Regions from separate parts of the Sus scrofa genome. Here region 2 is linked to region 1. A link is a contact called in public HiChIP or PLAC-seq data. All regions are on one chromosome and are shown on one strand. The core of a region is the stretch at or near the end of the contact, and the rest is flanking DNA. Distances in the headings are between cores, read along the strand shown.

Region 1 (7,032 bases), core at 4,315-6,814:
GGGAAAGTGGGGACCCTTTTTTAGGCAAAACTTCAACTGCGTTTATCCCCAACCATCCCCAACCGTCTTCCGCACAGGCCCTCCAGGAGCTGGAGAAAATGCAGGACTGAGTAGTCTCACCTGAGATTCCTGACCACAGACAGCAAAGGCACACTCTGCATCACCCAGCAATCTCACTGGCACTCCCTGGAATATTCTTTTTTCCCACACCTTGACTTTCTCTTCAAACACCACCATTGCCTCCACGCCTCTCCCTCCCAGCTGATCAATGTCACTGGTCCAGCTGACAGCCTTCGCGCCAATGCCACCTCCCTACTCCTCACTGTGTGCCCTGCCTTCTCCTAGTTAATCCAGCCTCCAGGGCTCCCTGGGTGAGCTCACCCAGTCTCAGGGTTTTAAAGAGCGCTTGTATCCGGACGACCCCCAAATGTACATCTTCAGCTCAGACCTCACTACAGAGGGCAACCCCCATGCACATCGGACTCGGCCAGCCCTGACCTGACTTCACACTACCCCGCCCCCAGTCCTGCTCCCTTCCCAGTCACCCCTGGGAGACCAAGCCAAACCCATGGGCAAAGCCACTGCACTCTCATTCCTTTTCCCATATCAATAAATTTCATTGATTCTTTCTCCAAAACATAGCTGGAAGCTATTTCAGGTCTACTGCTCATCACCCTAGCCCAAGCCGTCATCATCTCTTGCTAGGGTAACACCTGTCCCTGAAAAGGCCATTAACTACAGAGTAGTCAGGGTGATTTTTTTTTTTTTGCTTTTTAGGGCTGCACCCACGGCATATAGAGGTTCCCAGCCTAGTGGTTGAATCAGAGCTACAGCTGCCAGCTTACGCCACAGCCACAGCAATGCAAAATCCAAGCTGCATCTGTGACCCACACCACAGCTCAAGGCAATGCCGGATCCTTAATCCACTGAACGAAGGCAGGGATTGAACCCGAGACCTCATGCCTCTTAGTTGGATTTGTTTTCGCTGTACCACGACAGGAACTCCGGGTGATTTTTTGTTTTTTAAAGTAAATCAGTATCATTCACCTGTTTAAGACTCTCTGTGGCTTCCCCTCTCACTTAGAATAAAACCCCAACTCCTCATTGAGCTCACTCTGCCTTTAGGTCCCCAGAGAGGCCTTTCCTGACGATGCCGCCTAAAGCAGCACACGCCCCACCCCATCGCGCCTACTTTCATCATGGGACTTGGCTCTTTTGCTCTTATGTTCACGGCTCAGATCCCCCACTGGAATGCCCCCCGCCCCAGAATAGCGTCCACGTATGCCTAGTGGCAAGATCACTGCCTGGCTTGCGGCAGGTGCCCTGTGTTTGTGAGGTAAGTTCCGGGAGGTTGGGGCTCACCCAGCTGCCAGCCATACGTGAAGTTGCTGGTGATGGGGAAGTGGTAGCGCGTCTCTGGCATGTCCAGTTTGCGGGTGTTGAGGTAGCGGTAGCGGCCCTGGAAGTCGTGGGAGATGCCTTCATACAGCAGGGCCCGGGTGGCAGGCGGTGCTGGGCGCATGTCTGACTGGATAGGAGCTTCCGGGGCAGGGCTGGGGGCTCTGGAAGGAAGGGCTTTGAGGACAGGCGGGGGGGACGGCGGGGCTTTGTGGGGCAGTGTGGGCAGCTTGAGGGGTAGGTGGGCTGCAGCCTTAGCCTTCTGCTTGGCCTTCACCATCGACCCGTACTTGCGGTGCCATTCGCAGCCCAACATCTTCTCCCTCAGATATTCCTCCTTCCAGAAGTTCTGCAGCACCGTGTCCATGTTGAGGTGCCGTGACATGGTGGCAACGGAAGAAGCGGGACCAGGGTGACTGCAGCTGAGGGGTGAGCAGAGCAAGCAGAGTCCTCTGACAGCAGGTGGCTGCCCAGGGACAGTCACTCGGCAACCAAGCCCCACATCACACAGGGCCATGCCCTTGGCACACCTCACGTGCCTTGCTTGCTGAGGTGGCCTCAGGCCAGGGTCCACGAGGTAAGAGCCTTGATTCCCAAACCTTCTGTAGGACCCAGGCTGGTACCACCGGCTTCCAGGTTTTCTGTGATTTCTGCTTCCATTCCTTGAGGTCAGGTCCCCTCCCAGCTAATAGAGACTCGAGTGGGGGCCTCGGGGGTCTGGACACAAGCCTCTTTCCATCCCTCCCTGCCAGAGCTGGTCATCTTTCATTCAGAGGGCTGGTCCTTGAGTTATGGCCTCCCGGCACATCTTCCTGGTCGAACGCTTCTGTGCCGGGGTCTCTGGCAGAACCCTTTCCAGGCCTGCCAGCCTAATCCCCCCCGTAGCCTCATCGAGTCCTTCCTAGCACCTGGCTTTGGATCAGAGAGAAGCAAGAACATTGTTTTAATTATTATTATTATTATTTTTTTTTTTTGGTCTTTTTGCCATTTCTTGGGCTTCTCCCGCGGCATATGGAGGTTTCCAGGCTAGGGGTCTAATCAGAGCTGTAGCTGCCAGCCTATGCCAGAGCCACAGCAATGTGGGATCTGAGCCACGTCTGAGACCTACACCACAGCTCACAGCAACGCCGGACCCTTAACCCACTGAGCAAGGCTAGGGTTCGAACCGGCAACCTCATGGTTCCTAGTCAGATTTGTTAACCACTGAGCCACGACAGGAACTCCAAGAACATTATTTTAATTTAACATCGACAATGACACTGTAACAGCACAGGGAAGAGGTAGTGGAGTGAAGACTCAGGCTTCCTGTTCCCTAACCGGCCTTGATTTAATGGCAGAGCCCCAGCAACCTGGAAACACCTCACCTAGCCTCTCAGTGGAGTGGGAAGGGGCAGGGGAATTGGAACTCGGAGGCTCAAATCTCAGAGAAGGGCTGGTCGCAAGCCTGGGGAGAGGCTGCAGGGCTGCGGGGAGTCCCCCTAGCGTAGGTCTTCAGCCGTGAACATGCCCTTGGCCCTGCGCAGGATGGAGTCCTTGGCAGCATCATAGGGGTGCTCCTTGGACGGGATCTCCAGGACGGCTGGGATGGAGCGCTGGTGGGCGTCGAGCGCGTGCCGCACCATCTCTGCGATGTACTGGTTGATGAGGATGATGCCGATGTCCTCCCGGTTGAGGAACTGCCTGTAGGGAGAGATGAGCCGGGAGGCCAGGGTGACCCACGCTGAGGTGGTGGGCTGGGCTGCAGAGGGGAGCGGGCTGGGTGCGCAGAGCGCGATGGACAAAGGAAAAGGTCGCTCTAGCTAAATTCTCCATTCTATTCAGCATCAATTTCATTCCAAAGCTAAGGGCCGCGGCTTCTACTTCCCCTGCTAGGAGGGCTCCTAACTCAACTGCTAATGAAGATAAGGGTGCGTGCTGGTGTATTCTATAGGCTGCCTTTGGGAAAGAAAGCGAGAGGATAAGATTAAAGAGATCTGTCCCTTTGTATCCGAATTTTAAAGGGCGGAAAGATAAGGAAGAACCGATGTGGTTATCTAGGGAATTCAGGAAGGTGGTAATACAGCAAAGAGGTCAGGGGTGACTTCTCAGTGTGTATACCCCTTAAACATTAATTTGTAAACCCTATGAACACATTAACATTTCAAAAGGAAATAGGATACTTTTTTTTGTTTTCTTTTCTTTTGCCTTTTCTAGGGCCACTTCCGGGGCATATGGAGGTTCCCAGGCTAGGGGTGGAATCCGAGCTGTAGCTGCTGGCCTACGCCAGAGCCACAGCAACGTGGGATCCGAGCCGCGTCTGCACCACAGCTCATGGCGACACTGATAGGATACGTTTTTAAAGGGGGAGGCATTGTTGAGACAACTCAAGGTCTACCCTGATGAGGGCAGGAGGTGGTTCAGAGGGGAGGTCTGGCCTGAGCCAAGAACACAACAGGGAGAGGAAAAATCAGTAAACGAAGGAATCGCACTTTCCTCACAGAGAGAACCAGGCACTGGGCTCTTTCTTGTGATCATCTACTCATTCATTAATTTACTTATGTGTTAATCTGGAGCTGCAGCACTGGCCTAAGCCACAGCCACAGCCACGCCAGATCCAAGCCACGTCTGCGAGCCACACCACAGGTCACGCAACACCAGATCCTCAAGCCACTGAGCAAGGCCAGGGATCGAACCTGCATCCTCATGGATGTAATCAGATTCGTTTCTGCTGAGCCATGACAGGAACTCCATAGACCTGATGATTTTCTGAAGTCCCTTTGGTTGGAAAGTTCTTGAAGTAAAATTTGCCCTTCTCTCATGACAACTTGGATCACTTTACTGGACTGATCAGCAGAGATGAGCTTCTCTGCGCAGGGCCTAACATACCCCAGGCAACAGGAACCAGTCTCAGCCAGCGGCTCAGGGCTGGGCTGTTTAGGGGGAAACAGGCAAGAGTGGTTTGTTCCTGAGAGACTTGGCACCGGGGCCCTAGAAGAAAGGGTGTGGGAAAGAACAGGGGGCAAGCATCCTCCACTCTAGTCACCAGGATGCCTCCTGGATTAAGGGACATGCCTGCACCCACATTTTAAAGCTACTGCTCTTAAGCCAGGCCAGGAAACGAAGATTTGAAGTGTAAGGTCTTAGCAGAAGTCCTGATATTCTGTCCGCTGGGCTCAGGACAATGGGAAATTCCAAAGCAGACCAAGGAGAGCTGCACAAGCAGAGAGTAGACCTGGCTTAAGAAAGGCAGAAAGGGAGGGACAGGGTTCAAATCCCCACTAGGTCTCTTGTGAATCGTATGACTTTAGAATGTGCCTTGACCTCTCTGAGCTTCAGTCTTCTCGCTTATACGTGGGAATAACCATGGCCTTACATCACGATTGTGAGAGCCTCTAAGGGAGATGAAAACACAAAGAAAAGCTCGAGTCCACTCACTGAATGTGTGGTTCCTTTAGAAGCCAACTCGCAAAAGAGTCGACTGCTTGCAGTGACCGGAGCCTGCTCTACGGGTGAACTGGGGGAACCCCTGCAGAGGATCTGAGACTGACCCTTTGTGGGGCTTGGGTGCACTGGACGCCCAGCTCTCGCGGGCCAGGTTGGGCCAAAGGGTGGTGCCCGCCCGTCACGAGCTCTGTTCCCCTTCTTTCCTGACACACGGTCATGTGAGAAGGGAGTTTGTGGACCCGACATAGCCTCGGCCCCACCAAGCCCCTAAAGGGAACTTGGGGCGCGTAGGCCTTCGCTCCGGATAGGTGGGTGGACCGACTTTCCAGACCGTCGAGGACGGGATCTGACACTTCGGCCAACGTCTGGACGCCCAGCGACACCCCCGCCTTCTCCCCGCACTCCCACCAGACCCCAGAAGGTCGCGTTCAGGCCTTGCGGGCAACCGTACCGGAAAGTGTCTTCGATCTCATTGATGGTTGTATCCTTCTCCACCACCAGGAAATTAGGGTGGCGGTTTTTGTTAAGCTCCCCTATGCCGCCCAGCAGGAAGCCAGTCACCGTGTCTTCGTCTCCGATCACCGCAATTAGCTTCCCCCTCCCCGCCATCCTCAGAGTCAGACAGCCAGCCGCGACCGCCGGGTGTCACCGAGCTCCGGGTTCGCAGTGCCCCGCCTCTTCGGCCCCACCCCCGGCTCTTTAGACATGCGCAGTTCCACCACTCCGCCTCCTGGGACATGCGCAACAACAGCAAAGGCGCCCGAATCTGCATACGCCTGCGCTATAAAGGGAGGGCCGTTCCCCAGGCCTACGGTTCCCAGAAGTCCGAGCGGCCTCCCCGGGTTTCGCAGGCAAGTTCGATCCTTCTTCTACAAACGTGTCGAGCCTTTTGCTGTGTTAAGATGCCGAGACGCCGACAAGACAGTTCCCGTTCTCGAGGGTAAGGTCCGAGTCTTGTACCGACTGTTTATGTAACTATGGCAGACGGTTAACAACTAGTACATATTCAGTTAATAAGAGGATGGATAAGTTGATGATACTCTCTAGTGCGATAGAGGATTCACAAAGCAGTGTGTTATTTGCTGAAACGTGAGAAGTATGTGGAAGCCCACATCAGGTGTAACTAATCTGTGGGAGAGGGAGCGCACAGAGAAGGTCGCTAGCAGGATGAAGGGGATAGAAATGAGGACGAAGGAGTACCCATCGTGGCTTAGCGGGTAAGAACCTGACTAATCTCTGGGAGGATAGGGGTTCCATCCCTGACCTCACTCAGGGTTAAGGATCAGGCGTTGCCGCAAACTGCGGCGTAGGTCGCAGGTGCAGGTCGGATCCGGTGTAGCTGTGATGTAGGCTGGCAGCTGCGGCTCTGATTTGACCCCTAGCTTGGGAACTTCCATAAGCCACAGGTGCAGCTGTAAGGAAAGAAAAAAAAAATGAGGGCAAGAGGGTGTTCTGGGGAAGAGGAACAGCACGTGCAAAGACTTAGGGCTAGAGAGCATCAGTGCCTTCAAGAAAAGCTAAAGAATCTGGAAGTTACCCTGAGGACGACTGAAGTTACGCTGAAACCCCTGAAGGATTTAGTTGAAGAGAATGAAACGGCCAGGTTCAAGTTTTAGAGATAGCATGGAGACCATGCCGTGTGCCGAGGCCAGACTAAAAGAGGAGAAACCATTGTGGAGAGAGAGTGGTGGCCAGAACCCATGTAGTGGTGGTGATGGCGAATGTGGAGAAGCAGGTGGAGTCAAGAGGGGTTTAGAGACAGCATGGACGGAACTAGTTTGGGGAGTGATAGGGTGCTTCCAGGTTTCTGGCCTATGCGGCTGGGGTGGTCAGGAGTAACATTCCTGAACGCTATGCGGTGAACATGTTGAAGAAAGGTCCGCTTGCTCCCCCGCCCTTTTAAAGAGCAGGCATCCTGGCGTCTGGCATGTGATTTGCAAGTTTAGAGCACTTGAGACATGCAGATAGGGGTTCACTGTGTGGTAGGCTGGGGATTTGGGCACACCTGGTTTGAATCTCAGCCCTGCTGCTCAGAGCTGTGATTTGGGACTCATCCCTGAAATGTTCGGGACCTTGGTCTTTTCAGATAACCGCCTCATAGGGCGGTTAACTGATAACTGCCTCATAGGGCGGTTAGAATTAAGTGAGATGAAGTCCCTAAATGCTCGGCACCTGAGGCCATCCTGCAGTCCGGGGAGGGCAGCTGAAGCT
Region 2 (6,793 bases), core at 743-3,242, 190 kb after region 1:
AGACACTGAATACCTCACCTCCCCAACCCCCCCCACCCCTCCAGGCCTACAGCCCACCTACACACCTCTTCAGCTGTTATCTGCATAGAGGAGCTCTCATGGAAGAGAAGCTGAACATCAAAGAAACTGACCACGAGACATCCAAGTCCAAAGGTCCTCTTGGCAGATGCTTAGAAAACAGGGTTGAAAATAATACCATCTCCCAAAAGCTGAAGTTGCAGCACAAGCCTTCATCTAAGAGGAGGCAGAGCCATGCCGCCAAGGACAGCAAAGCATACAGCAGACTCTGGGGAGAAGTGTGCAGTCGCTCCATTCCACAGTCACAGGCAACACACTCACATCTGTGTATTAAACAGGCTTATTCCAGAGCAAGGAGTATCCAAATGGAGAGGCCCTTCAAAGGCCTAGTTAACAGTTCTCTGATAACACTGATGCTGAGGCTGCCTGCACAGGAACTGGGACAGCTGGCTGGATGTAGTCAGGCCGGTATTCCAAGGTTATAGCCGGTGCAGGGAGGTCCTATCACACTCCTCTGGATGGATGTTCTGGAAGGCTCTTGGGGCCTCTGTGTTGGCTAGTTGACCTCTGGTGGTCCAGAAGCTCCCAGGTGATGGGCTCTCCAGTAAGCCCCCCAGGGTCTCCATCAGTCTAACGAAAACTGAGAGCAGGGTCAGGACCACACCTAAGAGATAGAGTTGCAACACCTGCTTCATGGCTGAAAGGATCCCACTCGTTTGTAGAGCAGCAGAGTTGCCTTCTGCTTCTAGAAGGCCTCTGGGTCCTGAGGAAAAAGAGCGAAGTTAATCTTCATCCTTTGGAGACAAGCATGCCTCCAGCTCTACCCTTCCATCTTCCTATGAAGCTAAGAAGAGCTCAGCCAGCCAGGGAGACAGGGACCATAGCAGAATCTCCAAGTATATTTACACTGTAAACTCCATGGCTGAAAAACTAGTTCTAGCTTTCCGGACTAATTCAAGAGCACCGGGATACTTTTCCTTCTGCCAGGTATGCACCATCCCTGTGCCACAGTCCAGGGACCCAAAACTTTCCTGAAATAAAAAAACCAAGTTCTGTCTCTGTGTTGGGGGGATGTGGGGGACGGGACGGGATATAAGAACATGCCCTTGAGAAAGCAAATTAGTCTCCCTCACATCTCAGGCAGGTTCCGGCTAATCATAAACTTTATGGGAGTTCCCGACGTGGCTCAGTGCTTAACAAATCCGACTAGGAACCATGAGGTCGAGGGTTCGATCCCTGGCCTCGCTCAGTGGGTTAAGAATCCGGCGTTGCGGTGAGCTGTGATGTACGTTGCAGATGCGGCTGGGATCTGGCGTTGCTGTGGCTGTGGTGCAGGCCAGCAGCAACAGCTCCAATTTGACCCACAGGAGCGGCCTTAGAAAAGGCACAAAACAAAACAAAACCAAAAAAACCCATAAACTTCCTGAAAGTCAACATAATTCGAAGGGAGTCAAATCTATCGAGTTCACTTAAATAACAAGTACACACTGAAATCCCCTCAGTGTGTCAGGCACCCTGAAAGGTACCGGAACCACCTGAGGTCCTGTAGCAGAACCCGCCCCGCGCGTGCCTTACAGTCTAAGGCCACAGACAAGAAAATAGGCACTTACTACAAACAAGACGCCAAGAGCCATGCCAGGAAGACGCTAGGCGTGCTCTGCGAGGGCAAGGCAGGGCCTGGAGCCTAACTCCAAGCTGGCGAGCATGGGGTGGGCACGTGGATTCTAGTTAGGGCCACCCCTGGAGAAAGCAGGACTGGGCGGCTGAGTGGGGACCCGGGTGGGGCGGGGCGCGCCAGGGGCAGGGGGGTGGGGAGTCGTGGAAACCCGTAGGGCCGCTCACCTCCAGGAAGGGATGAGGGTCCGCCAAGAGCACCGCGAGACAGTACGCGTCTCCGGAAACAAAACGGCAGCCCGCGGCTAAGCGTGGAGCTAGGCCCACGCCGACCACTTATAGCCGCGGCCGCGCCGAGCCCGCGCACGCGCACTGGAGCCCTGACGCAAGCCCGCGGCCCCGCCCCTAGGCGGGGGCGGTCTGGGATCTCGCGCGGTGGGCTGCGCTCGCGGCCATCGCTGGTTCAGAAACAGACGCCGCCGGCTTCTGAGTCATTAGGGTCAGCAATGGGCCTAGGCGTTGTCTGTTAACTTCCTCTGCCTTTTCTTGCTGTGGGAAGCTTCTAAAGGAATCGGAAGGCGCATTTCCTGCCCCAAATTAAGTCGGTGGAAAACACACTGGAGATGCCCCAATCCAAGGGTGGTGGGGGATGGGTTCTTCGCCAGCAATTTCAACAAAGCACACATTGTAAGAGGGCCTCAGACCCCCCACTCCATCCCCTACTCCCAGTTTTCTTCATTCCCGGGACTGAAAAGCTGACTTTGTTCCACTTCCTTGAGGTACCAGGATTCCAGATGCCACTTCTCACCCTGCATTCCAAAGCCTGAGGTTAATTTGCCATTGCTGTCTGAAATGGTGAGGGCTTCTTACATCATAACTCCTGCTTTCTAAGAGAATGTATCACACTAGGAAAATGTGAAATACTCATTTGGCCCTGGTACCTGGGCCTCAGTGCCTGCCGACGAGTCCCTTTGGGTCTCGGTGTCCTCATATAAAACGTGGCGATGATTTTTAAGGGTGCTTAGAAATTGAACCAAAGAGCTAGAGGGTCACAGACCAGCCTCACCCATCCCCACCCCCGCAAACCAAAGAAATGTTCAGTCGTGAGAGCGCCCAGGGACGAATCTCGGAAATAGAGTGCTGGGATCTGGGAGGCCCCTGGGGAACGAGGGCGGGGGGGGGGGTGCGTAGTGGAAGGAAGGCGGTCGGTGGTTTCACTGCCTTCCTCCTGGGGAGGAGCGGAGAGAACGAAAGCTCGAGGGGGCTGGTGACTCTAGCAGGGTCCCCTGAGCTCTAGGACTGTCGGTTCTGCATGCCTGGACTGAACGAACAAGAATCCGGGAGCTCCCTTCGCTCGGCCGGCTTTGTGGACAAGGGATTGGGAGACAAGGGAGGAGCGAATCCCAGCTGCGACCTTTCACCTACTTTGCGGGTACTCCGCTGTCAGAGGAGGAGCTGCCGGGAAGGCGGGGAAGGGAGAAAGTTGGAGACGGAGACGTGCTGGCAGGCAGGCAATTTGAAATGAGCGCTTCTACTCAGCCTGCAGGAATTTTTGGTCTTTTATTACACTAGAGTTTCATCTGTTTTTGTGCTGGACTCAGGGACTCGTCTCTCGCACGGTTCCTGGGACAGGCTCCAGCTCTGATGTCACACTGCCAGGCGTCCTCCAACCTCTTGCTAGTGGGGGGCCTTGGGCGAATCCTTTAAGCTTTAGGTACTTCAGTTTCTTCAGCTGTTATATGGGATAATGACAGTCGTCACCTGGAAATTAAAGGAGTTAATCCACATAAAGCACTGAGAATAGTGCCTGGCTCCGAAAACATTTGGTTAAGTGTTAACATTATCTGTATCATCCACTGCAAAATTCCCAATGATGGGCTTTGGTCATAGTAGCCTATGTTCAGTGAGTGGACACAGGAATTCCACAATAATCCTTTGGGCTCTGCTTATTGTAAAGCTCTAAAATTTTATTTTCACATAATTCGAAGGAAGAACTATGAGAATTCCAACAATTACTTGTCCCACACATTCACTGCCATTATCTAGACATCACTCCATAAGGAGGCAACAGCGTTTGGGTGAATAAAGCTCAGTGCTTTCCCATCTGTCAACTACAAATATTATTGACTGTCCTCCCTGGGTAGGTACTGGGCCTACTTATATCAAGATCCTTGTCCTGGAGTTCCCGTCGTGGCGTAGCAGAAATGAATCTGACTAGGATCTGTGAGGACGCAGGTTTGATCCCTGGCCTTGCTCAATGGGTTAAGGATCCAGTGTAGGCTGTGAGCTGTAGTGTAGGTTGAAGACTTGACTCTGGCGTTGCTGTGGCTGTGGTGTAGGCCAGCAGCTGTAGCTCCATTTCAACCCCTAGCCTGGGAAACTCCATAGGCCGCAAGTGTGGCCCTAAAAAGAAAAAAGGGAACCATATAGGCATAATACTAAGAACATATTAGCTCCACAAATTTGATCTTATGATCGCAGGTCCATTTGAAGAATATGTCTTGGGGTTCCCGCTGTGGCACAGTGGGTTGAGAATCCCATTGCAGCAGTTGGGGTCTTTGCAGAGGTTTAGGTTCTATCCCCAGCCCAGTACAGTGGGTTAAAAGAGCCGATGTTGCTGCAGCTGTGGTTCAGATTCAATCCCTGGCCCGGGAACTTTCATATGCCATGGGTGGAGCCAAATGAAAAACAAATGAACCAAAAAAACTTGTACACAAATGTTCATAGGAGCATTATTCATAATAGCTAAAAATTGGAAACAACCCAAATGTACATCAGCTAATGAATGGTAAGCAAAATGTAATGCAATGGAATACTATCTAGCCATAAAAATGAAATATTGGGAGTTCCCTTCATGGCTCAGTGGTTAACGAATCTGACTAGGATCCATGAGGATGTGGGTTCAATTCCTGGCCTTGGTCAGTGGATTAAGGATCCAGTGTTGCCATGAGCTGTGGTGCAGGTTGAAGATGCGGCTCGGATCTGGCATTGCTGTGGCTGTGGTGCAGGCTGGCAGCTGTAGCTCCGATTAGATCTGTAGCCTGGGAACCTCCACGTGCCAAGGGTGCGGCCCTAAAAAATAAAATAAAATAAACGGATACATATTCTATGATTCTATTTACATGAAACGTCCAGAATAGGAATCCATAGAGATAGAAGTTAGGTTAGTGGTTGCCAGGGACTAAAACTCGAAGGGAGTGGGGAGTAACTGCTTTTGGGGATGATGAAAATGTTCTAAAATTAGACAGTGGTGATGGTTGCACAAGTCTGTAAACCACTGAATTGCACACTTTGGAAGGGTGAATTGGGCTATGTGATTTATATTTGAATAACAGCTGTTATTCTTTAAAAAGGAGGACAAATTAAAGACATATTCACAGACCCACAGATACAGAGAATAAACTAGTTGTTACCATCAGAGGTGGGGGGCAATACAGGGGTTGGGGAGGCAGAAGTACAAAGTATTGGGCATAAGATAGGCTGCAAGGATGTACTGTCTAGCATGAGGAATATAGCCAGTATTTTGGATTAAGTGTCAATGGAAATAAACATTGTTTGTTTATTTATTTATTTTTGTCTTTTTAGGGTTGCACCCACGGCATATGGAAGTTCCCAGGCTAGGGGTTGAATCGGAGCCGCAGGTGCTGCTGCTAATTTTAATTAATTTGAAGTCTTTTTTCCTTTTTTTGGTCACAGCCACAGCATGCAGTAGTTCCCAGGCCAGGGGTCAAACCACAGCAGTGACAATGCATCCTTAACTGCTAGGCCACCAGGGAACTCCAAGAACATTTGAAGTCTTTATTTATTTATTTATTCATTTATTGTTTATTGCTTTTTAGGGCCGAACCCACAGCACATGGAGGTTCCCAGGCTAGGGGTCGAATTGGAGCTATAGCCGCTGGCCTACGCCACAGCCACAGCAACTCGGGATCCACACACAGACACAAAGACACACACACACACACACACACACACACACACACACACACACACACACATCATCCAGGTGGAAGCTTAGAGGAAGTTCTAGAACCAAAACCTCTGAGGTAGAAAGGCATGGTAATAGCCATTTCTCTCAGGCCCTGCATTTCACAGACGAGGAAATGGAGGCCTGGAGAAGTGACTTGGCCCAGATCTATGGGTAGTTATGCCAGAACCAAACTCAGAATTGAGACCTCTGGAGTTCCCTAGTGGCTCAGTGGGTTAAGGACCTGGTGTGGTCACTGCTGTGGCTCTGGTTATAGCTGCGGTGAGGGTTCATTCCCTGGCCTGGGAACTTATGTATGCTGTAGGTGCAGCCAAAAAAGAAAAAAAAAAATTAGACACCCCCCCCCCCGGCCCAAGTAGGGATGAAGAAGCCACTGTTTGCCTGGGGTGACCTCTGCCCATTTTCAGGGCTGGCTGTCCCCTCCATGGGCACCTTGCTCTGGTGCTCTTTAGTGCCATAGCCCTCCCTCCCTCCACAGCTGCCTCAGGCTCTTGACCCAATTTCCCCATCCAATTCACTTGGCTGTTTCCTTTCATTGCATATGTGTTGTCACAATGTTGCTCAAGCAATTAATTTACAAAATGTTAGTAAGTTTTAATTTTTCCTCTAATTGTAAAAGTCACAGGTGCATTTGGGAGAAAATCTGGGGAGAAAAAGAAAAAAGAAGCTCAAAACTGTATCACCCAGAACTGATCATTGGTAAAATGTTGTTGCACAATGAATACAGATAAACGGAACCGAACCAGTCATGGAACAGCTGTTCTTTAAAAAAAAAAAAAAAAAAAAAAAAAAAGGAAGAAAGAAATATTTCAGATATTAAAAATTATCATTCATTTTTAAAGAAATATTTGTCAAGCACCTACTATATGCCAGATACTGCTCTGAGTTTAGAGCAGCATAGCAATTGACAAAATAGTCCTTTTCTTCAAGGAGCCATCTTCTAGTAAGGGAAGATAGATGATTAACAAATTAGTAATAAAGTAGGTTTTGTGGGAATTCCAACTGTAGGAGTTCCCGTCTTGGCTCCGCGGAAATGAATCTGACTAGTATCCATGAGGATACAGGTTCAATCCGTGGCCTCGCTCGGTGGGTTAAGGATCTGTCGTTGCCGTGAGCTGTGGTGTAGGTCGCAGATGCATCTGGGATCCCCAGTTGCAGTGCCTGTGGTGTAGG

Evidence for each region. HiChIP or PLAC-seq counts read pairs in DNA pulled down with a chosen protein or histone mark.
Region 2: an H3K27ac HiChIP or PLAC-seq map of alveolar macrophages shows a contact between it and region 1. The contact joins the promoter of HILPDA here to the promoter of ATP6V1F in region 1. A contact is called at or near these places in 2 of 47 Hi-C or Micro-C datasets (heart right ventricle and liver) and 1 of 2 datasets of contacts at active chromatin or transcription factors (alveolar macrophages).

Annotation. Positions count from the first base shown.
Region 1 is chr18:19,751,142-19,758,173 of Sscrofa11.1, forward strand. ATP6V1F (V-type proton ATPase subunit F) reads right to left here and starts at 5,565. Exons shown (of 2, transcript XM_003134698.3): 1 at 5,273-5,565; 2 at 2,620-3,078. The coding sequence starts at 5,430. The coding sequence ends at 2,877. It overlaps LOC110257580 (collagen alpha-1(I) chain-like), which reads left to right. Exons shown (of 9, transcript XR_002340383.1): 9 at 1-427. It overlaps LOC100518456, which reads right to left and starts at 1,947. Exons shown (of 2, transcript XM_003134696.4): 1 at 1,363-1,947. The coding sequence starts at 1,915.
Region 2 is chr18:19,945,088-19,951,880 of Sscrofa11.1, forward strand. HILPDA (hypoxia inducible lipid droplet associated) reads right to left here and starts at 1,993. Exons shown (of 2, transcript NM_001348757.1): 1 at 1,861-1,993; 2 at 1-781. The coding sequence starts at 713. The coding sequence ends at 498. FAM71F2 (protein FAM71F2) reads right to left here and starts at 200. Exons shown (of 5, transcript XM_021078782.1): 1 at 66-200. The coding sequence starts at 86.